Linked DNA regions of Pan troglodytes: region 1 is linked to region 2. Evidence: chromatin contacts called from public Hi-C data. All regions are on one chromosome and are shown on one strand. Each heading gives the region's core, a stretch centred on a gene start, on an enhancer-like site or on the middle of the called end of the contact. The rest is flanking DNA. Distances are from core to core; before and after follow the strand shown. Region 1 overlaps LOC134807899 (a long non-coding RNA gene). Region 2 has its middle 140 kb from the start of LGALSL.

Region 1 (5,114 bases), core at 477-2,976, 250 kb after region 2:
ACCACAAGGTACACTGAGGAGAAGTGGCTCAAAGATTCTGGTGAGATGAAAACTATTTAAGGTTAATTGCCAAGCACTGAATATCACATTCTGTGCATCTGCATTTTTCTCATTTCAGAAACTTATTTTTCCCCTTTTAATTTATTTTTGAATAGTTCATGCATGCATATGGAAAAAATGCAAAAGGTACAGAAAACGCTCCATGAGAAATAGGTTTTTCTTCCTTCTCTGTCCCTCAGTTATCTTCCCTGGAGGTAACTACTGTTGACAGACTCAATCTTTCCCCTCCCTCTCCTTCCTCCCCCTCTCTCCATTAGAGGCAGGGGTATGTCAAGCTGAGTTCTCTTTATTTGGTAGCAATACAGACCTTCCTAATGTAGCAGGGTTTAAATGTACTCACTAAAAACTAGATTTACAAAAAAAAGCAACTTCATTGTCGATAATGATTTCTTGCTGGAAAGCCCCCATTCCTAACGTAGGTGGAAACACTTGATCTTGCCAATTAAAGGTAACACAGTCTCTTTACGTTTAAAACAGTTTTCCTTGGAAACTCACTTAATCTTTCAAGGTTTCTCCCTGATCCAACCGTTCTCCTCTCCCACTTCTCTTTCTTAAGATGTCATTCGGGTCTTGAAAAACTGGCAGAGCAAGTCTGTCTGCCATCATCCAGGCTCTCCCGGCCTCCCTTGATGAGGAAATTATCTCCGGCTTTTGGGCCTAGAACCATTTCCACTACTGACAGCCACGGCCCCTGCCATGGCTCTCAGTGGCAAGGACCATAAGCCTCACACCTTCTTGGCCCAAGGGCCAGGCCTCTTCCAGCCCATTCATCCCATTAGCCTTTATCATTCTACCACTGGATCTCCTAAAGACCATGCATGACCCCAAAGAACAGAAATCACTATCTCAAGCCTGTTGTGCCTAATCATAGCATTTCTACTTCTCTGTAGTTACCCCGGTTCCAAACAGAAAGCAGGATACATGCCTCCCCTTCTTTAGTGCACCCTCCACTCATCTGGGGCAACCCTGTGCTGGTACTCTCTGAATGTCCCAACTTCCTGCCTGCTGCTTTTTTTTTTTTTTTTTTTGGGGGGGACAGAGTCTCGCGCTGTTGCCCAGGCTGGAGTGCAGTGACGCGATCTCAGCTCATTGCAACCTCCGCCACCCAGATTAAAGCGATTCACCTGCCTCAGCTTCCCAAGTAGCTGGGATTACAGGTGCCCGCCACCACGCCCAGCTAATTTTTTGTATTTTTAGTACAGATGGGGTTTCACCATGTTAGCCAGGATGGTCTCGATCTCCTGACCTCATGATCCGCCCACCTTGGCCTCCCCAAGTGCTGGGATTACAGGCGTGAACCACTGCACCCGGCCTCTGCCTGCTGCTTTTATCTTCCCTTCCAGTCATGAGAAAGTGGCTCTGACATCATATCCTGTGTTCTTCTCGGCTGTATCTGTGATCTGTTCGGGGCACTTTTCCAAGTTCTGCCTCACTAGCGTATACAAATACATTTTTTTCTTTCAACAATGTCTGGTTTTTGACACTCAAAGCCCTTGATTTCAAACTATTGTCTTGCTATGAATTAATCCTATTTTGAAATTCTAAGCTAATGGATGACTTATCCGATCTTGGCTGGGTTTTTTTTTCTCCCTGTGACTCAATGCATGCCATTGACTCAAGGGGGAAGCCATGGAGACAAAGACTTACTGGGCAGGCAAATATACTGATTTGATGTCTCACAAAGGTTATCTCCATTACATCAGCATAAGGTTCCCAGAGCCAGCTGAAAGGAAACCAACGTCAGTGTGGCAAATGCTACTGAGTTTTCACATTGTAACAGGGGGTGCACCCGCTGCATGGGAAAATTTCACGGTCCTGAAAGTGAACATGATCAGAATTGAACTACTGATTCCATAACTCTCCAGCCAATTATTGAGGTGCAAACTTGAGTCATTCTGGATTCCTCTCTTTTCTTCACACCTCACATTTAATCCATCTGCAATCAGGGCATCTAATGGAAAGAGGAGCCTTTTTCTAATTTTCACAAAGGCACCGTATGAGCTGGTAGTGGCCTGTTGATGAAACCCTAGGCCAAGCTGCCAGTGTCTGTCACCCGGACTTCTGCCATAGGCTCCTCCCAGATCTCCCCACTTCCGTGTTTGACCTCCTACAATCCATTCTCCACAAAGTAGCCAGATTAAATACAAATGAGATCACACCACTTCCCAGCTTCCTTTCTTTAACTCCTCCTCCAGCTTGTCATCACTCTGATCCGGCTCTGCTTCTTTCATCCTGGCTCCTGTTCAGCCTTATCTCCTTCCAAGCTTTCCCTCTAACTACTTGCCTCTAACCACACTGCCCATCTTGTTGCCTTCAAGTACACGGTACACAAGGCTTGTTTCTATCTCAGGTCCTTTGCACTTACTGTTTCTTTGCTAGCAGAGCTCTTCTCTGGATGCTCACACTGCTGCCTCCTTCACAGCCTTCAGGTCTCAACTCAGATGTCACTGAGCAGCCACACCACACCCCAGGTACCAACTACCATAGTACTCCGCTTTATTTTCTTCATAGTCCTTAGTTCCTGAAATTGTATTATTTATTTGTTTGTTTACATGTTTATTGCATATCCCCCTTCCCTTAGAATGCAACTGCCTTAAACAGGGACTTGTTTTGTCTTTTTCAGCACTGTATTTCTAGCATTAAACAGTTGCCTGGCACATTGTTAACACTCAGTAAATATTTGTGGACTGAAACCAACTAATGTCAACCAGGGGAGGGAAGGAGGAAGACAGTATTTTTTAACTCCACAAGCACCAGTGGATACCATTTTATTTCTTTGCTAGGGAATATTAATTTCCACGTCAGGAAATCATTAAGGTTAATGTGGCTTTCTCGTGAGATACTTAGCTGCAAGACAGAACTAACATCTATATTTATGTCACAGAAAAGCAGTTTTTTCAAATAATCAAGTCAGTCAAAATATAAATTGTTAGCCTTATTTGCCAGGTACAAAATTTGACTGATTTGCATGTATGTTGGTGTGTGCTTCACCTGCTGCAGATCACCTGCTATTTTAGGGTCCCCTGATTGCTAAAAGTTGTTTACTTGATTTCTTTCATTTGAAGTGTGGCTGAGGAGGCAGGCCTGATCAGAGGCAAGTGGTCTAAAGAGAGACAATGTGAAAGATTTTTTTGGGTGTGCTATAAAATAACCACCAACAATCTTTAGGTATTTCTTGGACTTTCGAGACTGAAAACTAAGCTCTCTTTGATAGGTGCTTTAAAATTTGAATAACTGATACACTGGAAAGTCCCGAACAGCTGTACAAACACTGAAGCAAGGACTTTAAAATTCTGCCCTGGGTGCTGGGCATGGTGGCTCACACCTGTAATCCCAGCACTTTTGGAGGCCAAGACAAGAAGATTGCTTAAGCCCAGGAGTTCAAGACCAGCCTGAGCAACATGGCAAAACCCCATTTCTACAAAAAATTAGCTAGGTGTGGTGGCACACATTTGTAGTCCCAGCTCTCTGGGAGGCTGAGGTGAGATGATTGCTTGAGCCCAGGAAGTTGAGGCTGCAGTGAACTGTGATCATCACATCACTGCATTCCAGCCTGGGTGACAGAGTGAGGCCCTATCTCAAAAAAAAAAAAAATTTAAAAAAAAAAATCTGCTCTGAGTTACATGTTTTGAATAAAGGTGCAGAAAAATTAAGCCTCATCTTGATGAGAATAAACAAGATCAAACATCCTTCTCCATCCCTGGTTCATAGTGTCCACAATTTCTACCATTAGAGCTCTATATTTTTATCCTGGAGTCCTTTTTTAAAATGCGTCTATTCCTGGCAATATATTAGACCAATTCATGAAGACACTGAAACTGCTTAGATCCATGTTCCTCCCTATGAGCCCTGAAAGAGTAAGAAAGAGATGCATCAGGGGAGGCTAGATGTACCAACTCTGACTTTGCTGAACCTAGAATGGACCCAGTACAGTACAGTAGAGTACAGTAGTTGTTGAGCCTTTGGATAATGATATTGTGGAGCAAATTATAAGTTTTGCGATGTGAGTTACTTAATCTAAGAAAATAGATTTTTTGGCCGGGTGCGGTGGCTCATGCCTGTAATCTCAGCACTTTGGGAGGCCAAGGTGGGTGGATCATGAGGTCAGGAGTTCAAGACCAGCCTGGCTAACATGGTGAAACCCTGTCTCTACTAAAAATACAAAAAATATATATATTAGTCAGGTGTGGTGGCACGTGCCTGTAGTCCTAGCTACTCGGGAGGCTGAGGTTGCAGTGAGCCGAGATCGTGCCACTGCACTCCAGCCCGGGTGACAGAGTGTAACTCCGTCTAAAAAAAAAAAAAAAGAAAATGGATTTTTTAAAGTTCAAATGTTGCTATGCAATATAAATTTTGATGGATTTTTTTTTCTAGTGAGGGTCCCAACAGGCAACAGATGACACACTTGAATTAGGATAATTTGAGGAGAGTTTATGATTATTTTCTATTTTTTTTTTTTGAGACAGAGTCTCACCCTGTCACCCAGACTGGAGTGCAGTGGGAGAGAGTTTATTTTTAAAGAGACTATTTACAGGAGAGCTGGTGGGGTGTAATGGAAACATAAGGCTAGTCTAGAAACCAGGGGTTAGAAGCCTCAGAATGGCTTATACCCTTAGGCCCTAAGGAGTGATGATCAGAACCTGGAAAGGGAGCGTCATTTGGAGGAGACCACCTTGAGAGGAGCAGTGACCTTTACTCAAGGGACACAAGGCCGGGCGCGGTGGCTCACGCCTGTAATCCCAGCACTTTGGGAGCCGAGGCGGATGGATCACAAGGTCAGGAATTCAAGACCAGCCTGGCCAAGATGGTGAAACCCCGTCTCTACTAAAAATACAAAAAAAATTAGCCGGGCGTGGTGGCACACGCCTGTAATCCCAGCTACTCCGGAGGCTGAGGCAGAGAATTGCTTAAACCTGGAGGGGTGGGGGGTTGCAGTGAGCCGAGATCGCGCCACTGCACTCCAGCTGGGGTGACAGAGTGAGATTCCATCTCAAAAAAAAAAAAAAAAAAGAGTGATCAAGGGACACAAACAGCTAGAGTCAACCTCTCTAGGA
Region 2 (5,065 bases), core at 2,558-5,057:
TTCAAAGCTGCTGTCAGATCTTTATGCAATTTAAGGGCAGAAGCATTTGTGGAGCCTCTGCCCAGCAAAGCACTTTGGTGGGCTGGTCGGTCTGCAAAGGTAGACCTGAGTTTAGTGGGACATAAGGTTATGGAGAGCCAGATTCTACGCACAAGAAAGAAATCAGGATTTGGGGGAGAAGACTGGCTCTTAGAGAAGGGAGAAGGACCTGGAGAGAGAAGAAGGGACCTGAGAAAACAGCATCAGGATGGGCCTAAGGGGTAATACAGTCAGCAGGACAGTCCCCAGGGCAGGAATAATGGATGGGCTTTCTCATCAATGGCATCTGTTGTCCCTGTGTTGAGCTGTACTGCAGACAACCCCTTGCTTGCTCCAAACACTGCTGCACAGCCCAGCCTTGTGTGGATGGTGCTTTGGAGAAAGCTAAGGAATTGGGGCAGCATCCAACATGGGACAAAGCAATATGAGGAACACAGCAGTCTTAGAAGGAAAGACACGGGGTTCACTCAGGAGTGCAGAGGAATGGAGAAATCTGAGCAAGAGGAGACTAGGAGAACGGGAAGGTCCTCAAGAGTTCCAGCAAGCTTTGCGGGAAGAGACATGCTGGCTTCCACCAAATGTGGGATGGGGGTTCCCGCCACTTCACTTCAATGTTAGAGAAAAGCATTACCCCAGAAGTGTGTATGGCCTGCGGCATCCAGGCAGTTGACACTTGGTTTTGCAGTTCCTCATGGGACCATCTTTCCTCCTGGCCAACTCCCAAAAACCTGACAGCCAAGTTGGGAAGAGAAGTGAATGTTTCTTTCATGCTTTCTCTAACTTGGCTTGGATTAAAGGAGAACTGCTCCTCTTAAATCAAGAGTACGCAATCATTAGGAGGAGTGAGAAAATCTGTAGTTGGTAGAGGGCCAAAGTGGATTGGTGATCCTGGTGGTTGGAGACATTCAGAACAGGCGTTTGGGAATTCTGGGTTTTAGATGGGCCAGAATCCCATATCCCAACTGGCTCCTGAGACAGAACATGGAACACTTTCAGAAAGGTGTTAGATGTTGTTTCTGCTAATAGTAACACTATGTTTAATGTCCAAATATATTCTCTGTTTACACTTGTTCAAGTGATGGAATTTTAGGAGCTACACCTGGGGTAATAGAAAGATGACAGGTGTTTCCTTGGTAATTCTCCTGAATATGGTTCTATCACATCTCTAGTCAAACTAAGATACAGACTGAAGCTTGGGACCCATTGGAAAAGGATCATTTGGGAATAAAAATCTTCACATTTATTGAGTGCCTTCTATGTGCCTGCGTGCTGCTAGACACTCTACACTAGTATAGTCTTCACAATCCAATGATATAACTTTATTTACATAATAAGGAAACTGAGGCTAAAGAGGTTGACAGTTTGGCCTAAAGTCACACAGTGAGTACGTGGTATGGTTGGGCTTTGAACTCAGACTGACTGGCATTGGAGTCCACATACTTAGCCACTACCATTTTCTACCTCTTTGCTCTGGGGGCGTTGTACTTAGGCACTGGGTGCACACAACCCTTCAGAACCATCCAGGGTCTTCCCATGAGCATGAAACTGCACAGAGGACTATATCCTCAAATGGCGAAGAGCCTGGGGTGAAGCTACACAGCTATTAATGTGCAACCTAGAAGTTTTTGCTTTTATTAGTTACATACACCTCTTTATCAACTTAGTTACTAGTCACATCCTAACAACTGTAAAAGCAGAACATTTCCAAAACATTTCTCTTATTTGATATTCCTAGTAGCCTGAGTTCCAGGCAAACAAGATTTTATTGTAATCTGAACAATAAATAAATGGTTATTTTCAACCCCAACTTTAACTTTACTGAATATGTAGCATACGTATTATTCATTGCCTGCCAAAGCCACATTTTCACTAAATCTTGCAATTAGTGGAAAAACTATATTTTAAATACACATGTATAGTAGGTGTATTGAGTATAAGCCTTAATGAAATTCATTTTAAAACAGTGGAGTATCTGCTTGAAGACTGTATGAAGTACATTTTCCCGTGTCTTTTCTTAGGTTAATAAATATCTAGGGACCAGTTTAACTGCCGGCTTCAAGTAACCTACCAAGTAAAATAATATACCTAATGATTCTAGAAGAAGACATTTTCTTCCATTTTGAGGCAGTGTCTCTTATCTTGGAATTGTGAATTTGAGGTTTATCTGACAGAGACTTTGCATGACCAAAAATGCTTTGGCGATTATGACATTAATGTTTAAGGAGGAGGAGGTCCAGGACTGTTGTCTTGTTGTGTAAAAATCTGTATTTTAAACATGTAATTCATTTTCAGTTCTACATTTTGTGTATATTGAGTCCATATTGCCGCCTTGGTAGAAAGCACGAAAGAGGGTTTTTAAATTTTCTGTTATATTAGTTATAAATGTTATAAAGGAGATAGAATTGAACAGCTTGTAACTGTACTGAATTTGATTTTCATTTCATAAGATTTATAGAGTGATGTGAGAGTTTAAACTTGTCCTAAAAAGGCTCTTAAATGAAAAACATGTCAGCTGTATTGAAAAAGGGCCTCAAAGAGCTTCTCCCTGCAGGAGTCAGAACTTATTATGGCATCATCAGCTAGTTTCAGTGCTGCTGGTGAAATGTGATTTCTCAGATAAAACAGCATCCCAAGAAATGACATTTACAAAACGTGGTTCTAGCCAGTTTGGAGCAAGAATTCACACATTCACACTGCTGTCCTCACTGCTGGCGGAGACCAAATTGAGAACATTTTTAGCAGGAAGAGCTGGCACTTGGCTCTGAACCCCATGGCTAGCGCCTGTGGAGAAACAGATAAGGAGTTGTACGGTTTGCTCCTAATAACCATGTTCCCTTGACATCGTAAATTTTTGCACAAAATTACCCAGAAGGCGTAACAAAATACTCTTTGCTACAGTAAACCACTCCCGTGCATGGAAAGTATATAGTGAGCATTGGAGAGATCAGGGCTTCCTTTTCCAAAGTTTTTGGAACAGACTCCAGGTTTCTTTCCACCCAGGGGAAAAGCTGCTACAACACTTAAGGGCGGGGGGGGAGGGGAGGTGGGAATGATTAAAATTTGTTTGTTTTAAATGTGAATCATGACAAACCTATGAATTAGAAACTTAGAGAAAAACTTATTTGAGCAAGGATAGTCGCCAAAAAGCTCAGAGCAAAATTGAAAAAAAAAAAAAAAAGTCCTGATGCTCCAAGACTTCAGACTTGTATGCATCTGGTGCTGTTGAGAGACGCCCTACACTGAACTGTCTCCCCCCGGGGCCAGGCGGTGCCTCAAACATTCCCCACAGCCTCCTTTTAGATGAGGGCACAACTCCGTGAAGCTCCAGGTAGGATCCAATGTTATCTGGAAGAGGAGATATGTTAGTCCCAAACTGCTGATTGTCAAACTATCAGAATCCTTAAGGAATTGGTCTAAGGGGAGGTAAGTTTGGAACGTAGGAGCTGAGTGGAGAAGGGAAAGGGGATCAAGAAATGGGTTTCGAGCATGAGACAGGGCAGAGCTGGGCATGAAAGGGGCCCTTGGAAACCAAGGGAGATTGGGTGCCTAAATTTTGGGAATAGGAGATGGGATAGAAGCACCTACATTAGTTCTCATTGACTACGACCCAGGTATGCAGAGTTTTTTTAAGCCAATTTTTCATAAGCTGTTATGCAACATTTGTCTTCATCTGTCAGGGAGCCTGCAAACCCAGTTGCACCACACAGTGGCGTGATTGTTTTCCTCCCGTCTACGAAGCTCTGGTTTCAGTGGCTCTGCCAATCACAGCTGTTTCTGGATTGTTCACAGGGACCGGGCACGGGAGCAGCGTGGGCGGCTGAATTCCACAGAAGCAGAGACCTCATTGTGACCATCAGCCCCAACTTGCTTTCATGGGGTTTTCACCAGAGCTTCCCCCAACAGCTAAATAAGGGGTAGCATTTCTCCCTCGGGCCCCTGTCTGATGCCTCCTGTCCTCTAAGAGGGGTAGAAAGTGAGAGGAAAAAGCTTAGCAAGTCTGAATTATCCTCAGTCCAGACAATCAGCCAAGGGATAACCAGGAACAACTGGGGTTCCCCCGGATATTTGTTGGCCGTCCTCCCCTCGTGCTCTGCTTTGCAGACCTATCACTCAATGGGCCCTGAGTCAGGGGTAATTTACTAGCTATTTTACCAGTCTCACTACTTCACAGCGGGTGGAAGCTTCCAATTGGCTTGCAGCCCTCTAAAGCTTACAAAAAAAAAAAAAAAAAAAAGCCTATTTTCTGCCATATTGAGCTTTTAGGCTCTAGGCAGAGCTTTAATAAACTGAGCCCCAAAAGACGTCCCTCACATAGGGGGCTCTAGACAGCAGCCCTGACGCATGGGCCGATCTATTTCTTGCCTAAATTAAAAAAGTCCAAGTCTATTTTTCCCCCTCTTTCTGGGAAGCTGACCTAAACAAGTAAGGATATGCTATAAATGCCTTTCAAGACTCCACTTGCAGGTTCTAATTATAATTAAGATGATAATATTACTTTGAATTTGCGCTTTCTTCCAGAGTGCCCCGAGCGCTCTCAGCTGCGTGACGGCAGGTATTACGCCCTCATGTGTATCTACTTGCAGCTTCTAATTACACCGTCTTTTGATTCTGATTCTGAACTCACCTTCCTTCCCTGAGCCTGGGGCACAAGGGCCGCCTCACTGGGCTAACTTCCCTCGGTGTCTGGCCTGCCCTCCATTCAAGTTATCTGCTGGAGGAGGTTCCCCTGGCGGGGCCCCTGAGAGCTGGGCCTGACCTGCAGGCCTTTGCAGATGCACTGGCTTCCTCAGGCCCCATCCTGCCGGGAGCCTCTCCGCTGTCGCTGTCGTCACCCTCACTCCCCAGACTCCTGGGTGCCAAAGAGTGAGCCTGGTTTCCTGCCCTGTCTCTAGGGAAGGGCCCCTCTCTGAAGGTGCTCCACACCCAAGCCTGCCCTCAGTGGACTCTCTGCCCTCATTGCCCCATCTCCAGGGCAGGGGCAGGCTTGGACTTGCTCATGTCCGGCTATCCCGTGCTGGGAGAACAC

Evidence for each region. Hi-C and Micro-C count contacts between places; a contact is called where the count stands out from the background.
Region 1: a Hi-C map of stem cell-derived neural progenitor cells shows a contact between it and region 2, with 2.5 times the contacts expected there. The contact joins two enhancer-like sites. A contact is called at or near these places in 2 of 7 Hi-C or Micro-C datasets (blood and stem cell-derived neural progenitor cells) and 1 of 1 other capture datasets (stem cell-derived neural stem cells).

Annotation. Positions count from the first base shown.
Region 1 is chr12:58,659,810-58,664,923 of NHGRI_mPanTro3-v2.0_pri, forward strand. The region is part of intron 3 of LOC134807899 (a long non-coding RNA gene); the gene reads left to right. Among named protein-coding and RNA genes, the nearest start is that of VPS54, 44 kb to the right of the region's middle. Within about 2 kb of position 1,727, at least 7 of the 24 cell types and tissues checked have an H3K27ac peak or open chromatin away from gene starts, as enhancers often do. A contact at or near this core is called in stem cell-derived neural progenitor cells and stem cell-derived neural stem cells, where this site is marked.
Region 2 is chr12:58,406,889-58,411,953 of NHGRI_mPanTro3-v2.0_pri, forward strand. No RefSeq gene overlaps it. Among named protein-coding and RNA genes, the nearest start is that of LGALSL, 140 kb to the left of the region's middle. Within about 2 kb of position 3,808, at least 18 of the 24 cell types and tissues checked have an H3K27ac peak or open chromatin away from gene starts, as enhancers often do. A contact at or near this core is called in stem cell-derived neural progenitor cells and stem cell-derived neural stem cells, where this site is marked.